Linked DNA regions of Drosophila melanogaster: region 2 is linked to region 1. Evidence: chromatin contacts called from public Hi-C data. All regions are on one chromosome and are shown on one strand. The core of a region is the stretch at or near the end of the contact, and the rest is flanking DNA. Distances in the headings are between cores, read along the strand shown. Region 1 has its middle 12 kb from the start of Sfp33A1. Region 2 overlaps lncRNA:CR43314 (long non-coding RNA::CR43314).

Evidence for each region. A called contact is a pair of places that touch in the nucleus more often than the background predicts.
Region 2: a Hi-C map of the Kc167 cell line shows a contact between it and region 1, with 1.5 times the contacts expected there. The contact joins two enhancer-like sites. A contact is called at or near these places in 4 of 107 Hi-C or Micro-C datasets (the Kc167 cell line, the S2 cell line, cellular blastoderm embryo and 1 more).

What each region holds. Positions count from the first base shown.
Region 1 is chr2L:11,764,182-11,769,499 of dm6, forward strand. No RefSeq gene overlaps it. Among named protein-coding and RNA genes, the nearest start is that of Sfp33A1, 12 kb to the left of the region's middle. Within about 2 kb of position 3,145, at least 6 of the 39 cell types and tissues checked have an H3K27ac peak or open chromatin away from gene starts, as enhancers often do.
Region 2 is chr2L:11,960,117-11,965,916 of dm6, forward strand. It overlaps lncRNA:CR43314 (long non-coding RNA::CR43314), which reads right to left. Exons shown (of 2, transcript NR_047937.1): 2 at 1-1,951. Among named protein-coding and RNA genes, the nearest start is that of lncRNA:CR43314, 8.1 kb to the right of the region's middle. Within about 2 kb of position 1,570, at least 25 of the 39 cell types and tissues checked have an H3K27ac peak or open chromatin away from gene starts, as enhancers often do.

The DNA of each region.
Region 1 (5,318 bases), core at 1,895-4,394:
TTATCTCTTTAAGCCAATGATACGCCCACAAGCCCACTTAAATGCGCTGTCACGCTATTATTTTTATTCTTGTCGCTAAGTGTTGCTATTTAATTTGTATCGCATCGTTTACGGACCACGAAAAATTTGAAGAAATTACTCTTAATATTAAATATACATTTTATTGAATGTGTTGCACTTTTTTATCTAAGTACTTTTGACAATGAGAGTACACCAATATCAATGTAAAAATATACAAATTTAAATTTAATTTAAGCAATCAATTAAAAACTTTGAAATAAGAAAGGTTGCATTTTTAAATTATTACCTTTAAAGCTATTATGTTTTTTATATTTATGCCATTATATGTATAACATCTTATTTTTATGTTCTCTGTCGTATTTTGTTAGAGAAATGGAAAATGAAATGAAAAATTCCATTGCCGAAGGCGGAATAGACAAAGCATCCGCTTACCTGTTTCAAGCGAAAGTAGAAGTACTTATTCCTGGAAGTCGTTTAACTTTCAAAGCTAATGAAATATGCATTTTTTCGCTTTTCAAGCGAATATATGGCGAAAGACCTTTGTTACTCTCAAAAGGTTCGTTGGGTCAAACAGTTCATTTAATTCTTGGATTTGGTCAGTCATCAGCTGTTTTGGTAGCGGAAATTCACACACCATTGCAGGCCTTTATCCTTGCAGCTTTGCTGGAGGAGCTTTAACTCCCACATTATTGTATAATAACTATGAGAGTATTTGGCTTAAATAGAGCGAAAGCTTTTTGAGGCTAAGCCCACTGGGTATAAGAGTTCGAATATATGGCGCTTTGAACTAGCCGAGGGACTTTTTATAGTGGGAACAGTTTAGTATTAACAAGAAATTCTCTGGCTTTTCAATAGCGATTAGGTCCTAAACATTTCTAAACAACAATTTGTAAGCTTGCACAATTTGTAATAGCCAATATGTTATTGCAATCAAACAATTCAAAATGCAAACCTAAATAATTCTCAAAACTAATTCAATAAAATATAAACATAAACGGCATTGCTTATCCAAATGAAAATATGACCTTTGTTTCCAATCGAAATAATACTAATGCATGATTTATATAGCCTTCAACTTGTGTGCACCAATTAGGCGTTTATTAAACAATAATATTCCTAATTGCTGAATAATTTCAATATAGGCATCCGAAAAATGATAATTTTTCGATACAGGAAATTAGTTTCATTTTGGGGATAATAATTAAACGCAAGGCCATATGAAATGTGTTAACAAACTAAATAATATTTAATCCCCCTCTAAAAGTTCACATCTGAAAATAATTTGTCATTAATTAAAGTTGGGGCTACAATGCATGCATTACCATAAATGCAATAAATGCAATTTACTAATGCCAACATCCTAAACATATCTAATTAAATGTTTTGAGAGCTAAAGCCGACGTTGCCAACCAATGTATATTACAAAACTGATACGGATGCCGATGTTTATACGAGCTTAAATTCCAGCAAAATAAACACAATAAATAATAAATACGCTCTGCAGCATTTCAAACCGCAGCCACAAAAATAAGCAGCTCATTGACAAACTGGGATAGCTAAAAAAATAATTACAAAGCTCATTTGACAGAAATGAGGGCACAATTTCGGTGGGGTGGCATCTACAGACATGCAGAAACACACGTAATCACCATCTAATAACTAAAATCCAAATTAGCTAATTCAGAAATCAACACGCACAATTGACAAATTATGCCGCAGCAACATTTCCGGCCAATTGCCTGCGTGAGAGTCCAGATCGATGGTTGGCATGCGGCATGAGGCACGGGGGCAGGTGGCAGGTGGTTAACTCGGATGTTGGGCACGTGCGGAAATATTGTCAAATTATTGGCAATACGAACGTATTTGTTGTAGCGCCCCTCTAAATTGCCTCGTCTGCTCCTGAGTTATTCATTAAGTGGCATTATTCGCAGACATTTTCCACTCATAAATAAGAACCACAAACTGCCAGCGATTTAAACTCGGCTGAGGGGGTTGGGGTGAATTGTGGAGCGATGGAGTTGCTGTAGTTTTACAGGTGAGGAACGGAATACCCTCCTCCATCTGACATTTCCACCTCATTTACAGTTCAAACACGTCGCATGCATTAACCCCAGGCTGCCTGGTTAAGTGCGCGACGCTGTTGATGGGACTGCTGCTGCCTCGCCTCGGCTTCTAATTATTAACTAATAACATCAAATTGATTTGCAACAACATCCAGATCAGAGCCCACACGACTCACTTGCTTCACTAGCCTTACACTGAAAAAAAACTAACCTTTTGGCAAGGAAAAACTTCACTTCTGACTGCCAATTTTTTATACAAATTTTTGTTTTCTTTTCAAATTATTAACCCTTACTACGATAATCGGTCTACAAAAAATACAATTACTTTTTTTGTTTACCAGCTCAATATTTTAGTTTAAGGTCACTGTTTTATACCACAATGCAAATCAATTTTTTTCTTGTACAGCATAATTGATTTAGTTGTGATATTCATTTAAAATTGTTCTATAAAACATTAAAGTATTTTTTACATCTCTGTGCTTTTATTAAAATCTAAAAAAGAAGAATATATATTTTTGAAATAACAATACATTTTTTTTGGAGACAGCAAATTAGAGGCGTCTCCTGCCCTGTGATTAATATTTTTTACCGTGTTTTGTCGCTTCATTTCGTTCCATTTCGGTTCGGTTCGTTCGATGTACTATAATTAACATGCATTCCACATGATTGCCCCGCTGGCGCATAAATCTCTAGCACTCATACAGAGGACCCCCAACCATTCAGCACTCAAATGTGCCCCAAGCTAACCCCACGACTAAATGGAGGCAGCAATCAGTTTCCAACAGCAGAGTCTAGACCAAAGCCCAAGTAGGAAATTAACATTGTATCATAAAACGTGGCCCAAACCGGCCATTGAACGGGCACTTAACTTGCTGCCAACTAACCGAGAAGGAGAAAAGGAAAGCCGAGCGGACGGACAAGCGGACAACCGGACTGCTGGACGAACGGACAGGCGGGCAAACGGACAAACGGACAGCCGGACGGACGCTGCTCTAATGCACGATGATAGATGGCATACGATACGTTTCAGCATTTGTCAGCTCGTCTTCGGCGAAGCGCAACACAAAGCCAACGCCCCACGTCCATCGCTCTGAAAATTCCGGAAAGGAAAAGGCGCGGTGGGTGGTGGTGGTTGTGGGTGTGGGTGCTAGCGAAACGAAAAACCATTTTCACGCTCACGCGACTGCTTGTAGCAACTTTTCGTTCTTTCCGTTTTGCTTTTTTTGCACTGCCACTGCCACAACTATCAACTGACTCACACCTGGCAATCCACCAAGGCGCTCTATTCGACGCGACTGGGCCATTTTCTTGGCCCCAGAGATAAGCGTTAGCCAAACCCTTCTGAAGACGATTTTTCAGTACCTCAATTATAGAGCAGACGGCTGAGTACCTCTCTAAAAAAAACAGGCACTGAAATAAAATTAAGTTAGATGTTGGGAGAGAATTGTAATGGTGTATAAGCAGTGTTATAATTTTCTCTTAAACCTTTAAAAAAAAGGCTTTCAATAGTGTAATATAGTGCACTTATTAACCAATTCAAAAATTCCTGCATACCCAAAAAAAATCTTTAGAGCTCATAACTTCAGCAGGAGACTGGGAACCACCTTCACCATCACAATCCAAACCTTTTTCAGCCGTCTCAAGTCGCACGTCGCGTGGCATAATTTATATGGCGCTGTCTGCGCCGGAAATGGGTTAATTTGCTATGATTTAAGCGTAAAATTATTGAATTATTGGCGCTCAAGATTTAGTGGTATTCTTCGCGCTTCGTTTAAGCCCCAAATAAGGTGCAGTCAAAACCGATGGAAAATAAAACGAAAGCAAAATAGAAAACCACAAACACTGAAGAGTATTTCGAATTTTAGTTTACGGGGCGGATGAGTAATATGTCTGCATGCGACGTCCCAGAAAGTTCGGCCACTCCATCGAATGCATGTAAATTGCTGAAATTTTCTTTTCTCTGTCTTAGCTTTTAGGCAACCCCAAAAATGGCATGTTCAAAGAAGATTAAATTTAAATCGCTCAAATTTAGTTAAATAGAAAGGGCACGGCCAATATGTGAATGCAATGACTCAATATTCGTCTGAAATGGTTTTGTTTGAGGCTCCAAAAGTATTAGTATTTTAATTAAAGCTTATAGTTTTCAAATAACTGCTAATAATTTTAAGGGGAATATTAAAAAAAAAAGGTTTCCAATGCGTATTCTAATCCTTTTGTACTGAACTTGAAGTTTCGATAGAATTTGAATACAGTTAGAGCTCTTATAAAATTCCATTCAAAATAAGTAAGGTAAAACATCTCATCGTGGTTGATCATACTCATGTTGTGCTTCAAAAGAAAAAGCGGACAGTGACTGGCAGAAAACAAATGCAACGACAGCTCAGTGTCTGGTACTGAATCTTTTGCCCACTTTGTACTCTTTTAGATGCATTTCTGATGCAAAATATGCAAAACTCTAAAGTAAGCTTTTAGAAAATTACAAGTCCAGTGTTTGATAAGGATTCGTCTGCGCATATACACACCCTGATATTATGTATATTTTCATGCTTTATATTTATGGGCCATGAACGGAATTCGTGTGCTTTAGTTTTTGGCATACGCAATGAAGATAAACGACATGCAACGAAAAAATATCGTCAAATTTAAAGTGCAATAAATCAGGCGGCCATTGGAGACGTCCAGGGACCAAAGTCTGTTCGTCCGCCACTTTTCAGTTGACAAGTCTCGAGCGGAAGTTGCGCCATTTTGCGCCGCGTGACGGTTTCCGGCATGAAGTCTCAGCCATAACTATCCAAGCAGACATATTTTGCCTAGCCCTTTTTTCCACTTTTCAGTCAGCTAATGCCCATCCCTTTGAAGTGCCCTTTGAAGATTCGCGAAAGAAGGCAGTTAACCATAAAACCATAATCAAAATAGGAGAAACTTAGCCAAAAATGATTCAAGAGAAACACTTTTCTGCATTTTAAGACACAAGTAGAGTGAAAATAGCATATTAAAGTTGAAAATCCAAGCCAAGAATTAGCGAAGCCGTATGAGGCAATAGTTTTAGCTAGGGAAACGGATAAATTTTTAAAAGATGTTAAACTTCGGCTTATTGGTTTATTGGCAAACATAAGTAGAAGATGGATTATTAAATCTAAAAACCAAGAAAAATCATTTTAAACTGAAGAGACTTTTTTGAATCGCAGTATGCTTTGGCCTGCTGGACTTCTTTGTACCTCTTATGGCTTTTTA
Region 2 (5,800 bases), core at 320-2,819, 190 kb after region 1:
TTAAATTAATGACGCAACATGAGCCGGGGCACCAGTTCTTAACACACGGTTAGCTGCCGCGCCGAGATTTACGACGATTCAAATTGCTCGGCGATAAATTGTAAAGTTAATCGCTTGTCAAAGTTTTCGCGGTCGCATTTATCTTCGACTTCTGGCCGGTAGCAGCTGCATCGATGGCATTAGATAGCAGATAGTTGATAAAGATATGGCCATGATTTATGTTCTAACCATGGAGGCGTAGTAACGCATAGGCTTATACATTGCATTTTTATAATTTGTTGTGATCACACTCAATGTAATAATGTATAAGCTTTGGAAAAGCAAAACGAATTATATATCTATGAACTTGGTAGTTTGGCCTTAAGCAAAAAGCCAATCATATATCCTTTGAAAATCTATGACATCCATGGAAGGAAAACAAACAAATACTTCTACATTTCTGTGCTGTGTGAGCATAACTTCCTATTACATGCATGACTTTCATTAACAAAAAGCAGAGAGGCATCCATTAAAGTAAAAACAATTGACTCATCCAACTGCAATTTATTGTCTGATAAGACTGACTTGTGCAACTCCAACTTCAACTTGGCCAACCTTATCGCAGTCGGAGTAATTACAGTTGTTGACTGCTACCGTTGCCGCTGCTGATGGCCAATATTGTTACCTGTTTCTGTGGGCCTTGTTCAATTGAGTCAACGTTGCGAGACAACAATTGTCCATTTCATGAATTGAAAGCGTCGCAGCTGACTCAAGTTGTTCGCTGTTTGTCCATTGTTTGGATTTCCTTTGGGTGGTTTCCACTTTTGGTGGTGGTGGTGGTTGGTCGGGGGAAATTGGTTTGGAAAATGTCATTCAAGTTGCCAGGCAAGTTGACAAATTTGTCAACTGATATGGAAGCGCACCGGGCTCAGAAAACGGCCTCAAATCGAGTGGCTAAGCCAATGTAAACATGTGTAGATTTATGGGTTAAGCTCGGTGATTGTTGTGCCAGCGGCTTTTGTTGGTTTGTTTTTCTTAAATGTGTTTTTCTGTTTGTTGTCTTGCCCGGTTTGCATATGCATGAAAATGAGGAGATTGCGAGAATGTGCGTGAGTCACGGATATCTCAACTGATTTTTGGTCAAAAGTATTTTGAAATGTATGTATTTAATTTCTTTGTAAGATTTTAAACTATTTCTTTGCTAAACAATTTGTTCTCTCTATGCATTTGTCACGCGTCTGACTCGTTATCTATTTCACCACTTGTTTGCCACCCATTGGAAAACCTCATGTTTATTTGCGGTTTCAGTTTAATTTATATAGCTCCGCCGACTGTTTGGTCTATGCGGTATATCTTTATCTGTGCCACGTCTCAAGTTCAGTTCACACGCTTTCACTCGTCGCAGTAGTGTCAATTTGAATTTTATGCCCCGCAACGCTTTGATAGATAAGGCTAAGGCCCCAAGAAGCCGAGAAATCGAGGAACCTAACAACCGAGAAACCCCATGAGCCCGTCACACAGTACACATGCATAATTAGCAGGTCCGGCGGCGGGAACTGGAACTCCGGGCTGAAACTCCGGTGCCAGCTTATCCAGTATCGGTTATGTATGTATGTATGTATGTATGGTTGTACATGTACCGAGCAGCGAACACTGAATACTGGATAGTGCATAGTGGATTGTGGGTTATCTGGGGACCGTGTGGCTTCCGTGAAAAAGGCTACTCGATTCGATTTGATGGCGGCATGCCCAACAAATTGCCGCTAATGAGGCGCACCAATGTTGCCCCCGTTTAATTAAAACCATAAACAGCATCTCTCTGGCTGACTTACCTTATGGCATACTTCAGCGGGGGGGCTTTGAATTTCTGTAATTCTGTACTTCAGTAGAGCGGTTCAGCTGAAAGGACTCCTGGGAACCGAAGTTGCGCACCATCCTTTGATGATGTTGTTATGGAGTGCCAGGAATTTCACTGCAAAGGAAATGGAGTTTTTGTTTGAATACGCTGTGTTAAATTGGCCGTTTCATAGGCATATTTATGACTGTTTAACTATTAAACTCTCTGACTATATTATATTGTTAAGCAATTTTATGTTGATGTTCACACTAACTGAAAATTCGACATACCATTCCCACAAAATTTCAAATTTATGTGCACTCTGTCAACTTGACGCCCAATGAGTTGCCAAATATTTCGCCACTCAATCTTATCAAACACCAATGGCCGGCAACAAATTTTCGTTGCATTTTACCGCAGGTTCAGATAAATGTCATTCGCAGGCAAAATGCCAAAAGCAATCGCAGCATGGGCTTGTCAACAACTTTTTACTTTTTTATTTATTTTTTTTTTTGTGTGTGTGCCATAACCAACAATGAGTCGTAAATCAACGAAAGGTGTTTCGTTTTTGCAGTGTGTTCTAGGCGGGCGGCTGGCTCATAAAACATTGAAAATTATGATTTAACGCAAATTTTTGTAATTAATCTTGACAAATAAAGCGGCCTGCGGGCGAGCAGACGCAACGCTGCGCTTGTTGCAAGTGGCAAGTGGCATCTTCATCTTCATCTTGTGTGGATGCCCGGCTCCTTTTGGCTCGGTATGGGGCATAAATCTTTTCTCCACTTCTATTCGGTCGGCACTGAGGTTTTGAATCTTGAATCTTCAAGATCGGAGGCTTTTGCTTTTGCTGGCAGCCTGGACTGCGCATCGTCATCATCATCATCATTATCCTTCATTACGTGAAGCGAGAACCGGTTTGAGATTGTTTCTTTTTGGCGTTTTTGCAAAAATATTTCATAATTGTGCCAAGCTATGCTGTTTTAACTTTTCTTTCTGTTTTTTTTTTTTTTTTGCTTTTTCTTAATATATGGCCTTTTAAGAGACGAAAAAAAAGAAGAGAGAGAGAGTGACCTTTTTGGAGACTTCAACTTGAGCGGGAACTCAGCTCAATCTTAATTATATGTTTGCGCTGAGCTCACGACAAGCCCGATGACGACCAGTAGCAATTATTACCTGCAACTCAACACTCATCATTCACACAGGCAGCAACAACAAATGCGCCTATAGTGCCACAGCGAATGATATACGAGCGTATTGCGTATACGCCACTTGGGACAGACAGACACTGGGCGAGAGATCGAGGCAACTAATTGCAGAAGCGGCAGATATAAACCGAAGCTGTCATTAAATCGAATGCAACAACATAATCCCATGCCCGAATAGCCACCACTTCCTACTTGTCCTAACTATCTTTCATATCTGCTTCAACTCCTTTCCTCTTCTAATCAGATCTGATTTTATGCCTCTTCATGTTGGCTACCATTTTTTACTCGTTTTTTTTGTCATGATATTTATGATTTGTTTGTTGGCACGATGCGTCAACTTTGGGCGCGAGCTCTGCTCGATTTTCGAGTCTGTTTCCTTCTTCTTTTTTTTTTTTTGGCCAGTACTTTTCTTGTTTTGTCAGCAAAGTAAATAAATGAAATAAAAAACGTGACTGTTACGAAAAAGTCGTGTATGTGATTTTTGTTGGGCCTGTTATATGGTTTATTTTTTGTACATTTTTTTTTTCTTTTCAACTTTTTGCCTTTCTGGTTTCAAGTAGTTGACAGTGAGAGAGCAACCGAGGCACATTGTATAGTCATCCGAACAATGCGCACAATTTTCAATGCGTTGGCAAAGCAGCTTGGCACGGTTATAGCCATTGTCTGAATGCCTCTAATTTTTTTTCCAACCCATCTAGTCGATTTCAGCTTTTCTGTATCTGTTTTGAGCGGTGTGTCGTGTCGGATTTGTTGAAATTTTTATTAATTACCAAGGCACACACAAAAAACAGTCATCCCGCTTTTGGGCCATTCTGAACTTCATTAGCGACTGCGAATCAACAAAGCTGATGAGCAGCTTAGGGCCAACAGAGCGACTTGTGGCGAGGAAACAGAAATGGTATATGGCACAATACCATACCATATACCATTATAGTCGAAAACAAAGACATTTCATAGTTACGTGTTGGCTGGCACACGATCTTCACAAGTTAATCGAATCGAATCGAAACGAAACTTGCCACTCACCAGAGCGTTCTAAGTCGTATCTGTTGTTTATACCACTCTCATAAAACGTTGATGGCTTACATAGTTTAAGCCACTTTTATCTACGAGATCTGCCATTCCCTGGCCCTCTCCTCGGGCTCAATATACATATATATATACATAGATACATAGCACAATAGATCGATCTGATGAGAGGGCCAGCTAGGAACATTCTCTTTTTTCAAGAGCTTAGTTTTAGCGCAAGGTTTTAACTATTTCACCATCTGATCTTTGCCCTCACTTTATTTTTTGGGTTTTGTATTAAACATTGTGTATCTTTAAAGATAGTAAATAAAACTTTCCCTATTTTTGAAGCACGCTCTAGTGCTCTATGGCTTGCATACTTATAGAAACAGTAAACTCGATTGTAAATACAATATTTTCCATTGAATACTTTTTCTTTTCGATTTATATGGCTTACAATCCCTTGCCTTATAGGGAGTTCCTTCCCTACCATTAGCAACCATTTTCTTTGGCAAAAATCTATTCGAAAATAATATTTCACCTCCGAAGGGGGACAATCAGGCGGCTGAAGATCGGCTTCTGCTTTCTGCGCAGATCACTGACTCCCCGAAATCCAGTGGACCAGTCCAATGGCTGGTTACTCCTCCACAGCGATCGCAATGACCAGGTTCGGTCTTTTCGGCCCCTCGAAATTTCAGGCCGCCCATGTCAATATTTAGACAGCGCACAACCCAGCGATCTCGACTAGCCTGGATTGTGGTTTTTTCCTTCTTTTTTTTATTTGAAACTCTTGCGTGGGTGCAGCCGGCCCATGCTCCTCGCAGCAGAAAAAAAAATAAAAATAAAAATGGGGGGCGAAAAAATCGAAAATCCTAAAGAGTGAGGAGAAAACACAGCAATTTATATTGGCTGGCTTTTAAGGCAGGGCCTTTAAGACCGACCGAACGAGCAGATCGATCTTTGGCTGTACCTGTAGCTCTGCGCCAATACCTATGCCCCTCTTCGATAGTTAATCAATTAACTAACATAATTTCGTGCAAAACTAATTAACTACCACTGTGGCGGACAAATGTTTGCTGTCAGGAGCGTTTAGTGTCATTCATTTTGCGTCCGAGCGGCGCCCACTTGTGGCTAAAACCCGTTTTCATTTCACCAAACTCTACGAGTAACACATCCACATCCATCGATAGATGTTCAATGGGCCGATGGCGACTAAGGCCCGGATTTTAATTTGTTTGAATTTAATAAGTTTTCGTGTAAGAGGCGGACACTGCCACAAAAACCAAAAAATAACAAAAAAAAACACTTTAAAAAACGCAAGAGAAGAAACTTCCGCTTTTAGGCAGAAATCAAAAATCAATACATAATTCTTTTGACATGCCAATCGCACATTTGTGGCATGCAACCAGCAACAACAACATGTTGTTCGCTCAACTCATTGAGATAAAACTGCAATGTGCAATGTGCAGAGATCCTGGAATGCGGGGAGGTTTGGCTACAAAACGACGACAAGGCAGGCAACACACACACACACACACGCAGAACACTCGCAGCTCAGATGTTGCAACCGTTCAAGCTGCTGCACCTTCCACACACACACACACACACACGGGCCAACTAAGCGCAACTGCAAAAGCCAAAAAAAAAAAATGAATAACAAAACCGAAAAAACTGACATCCCAACTTTGAGCCGGGCCAAGGAAAAAGTGAAATCTGCTAGAATTGATCTTGTGGGGAGTCGAAGTCATCGTCTTGGTCTTCTTTTGCGGTT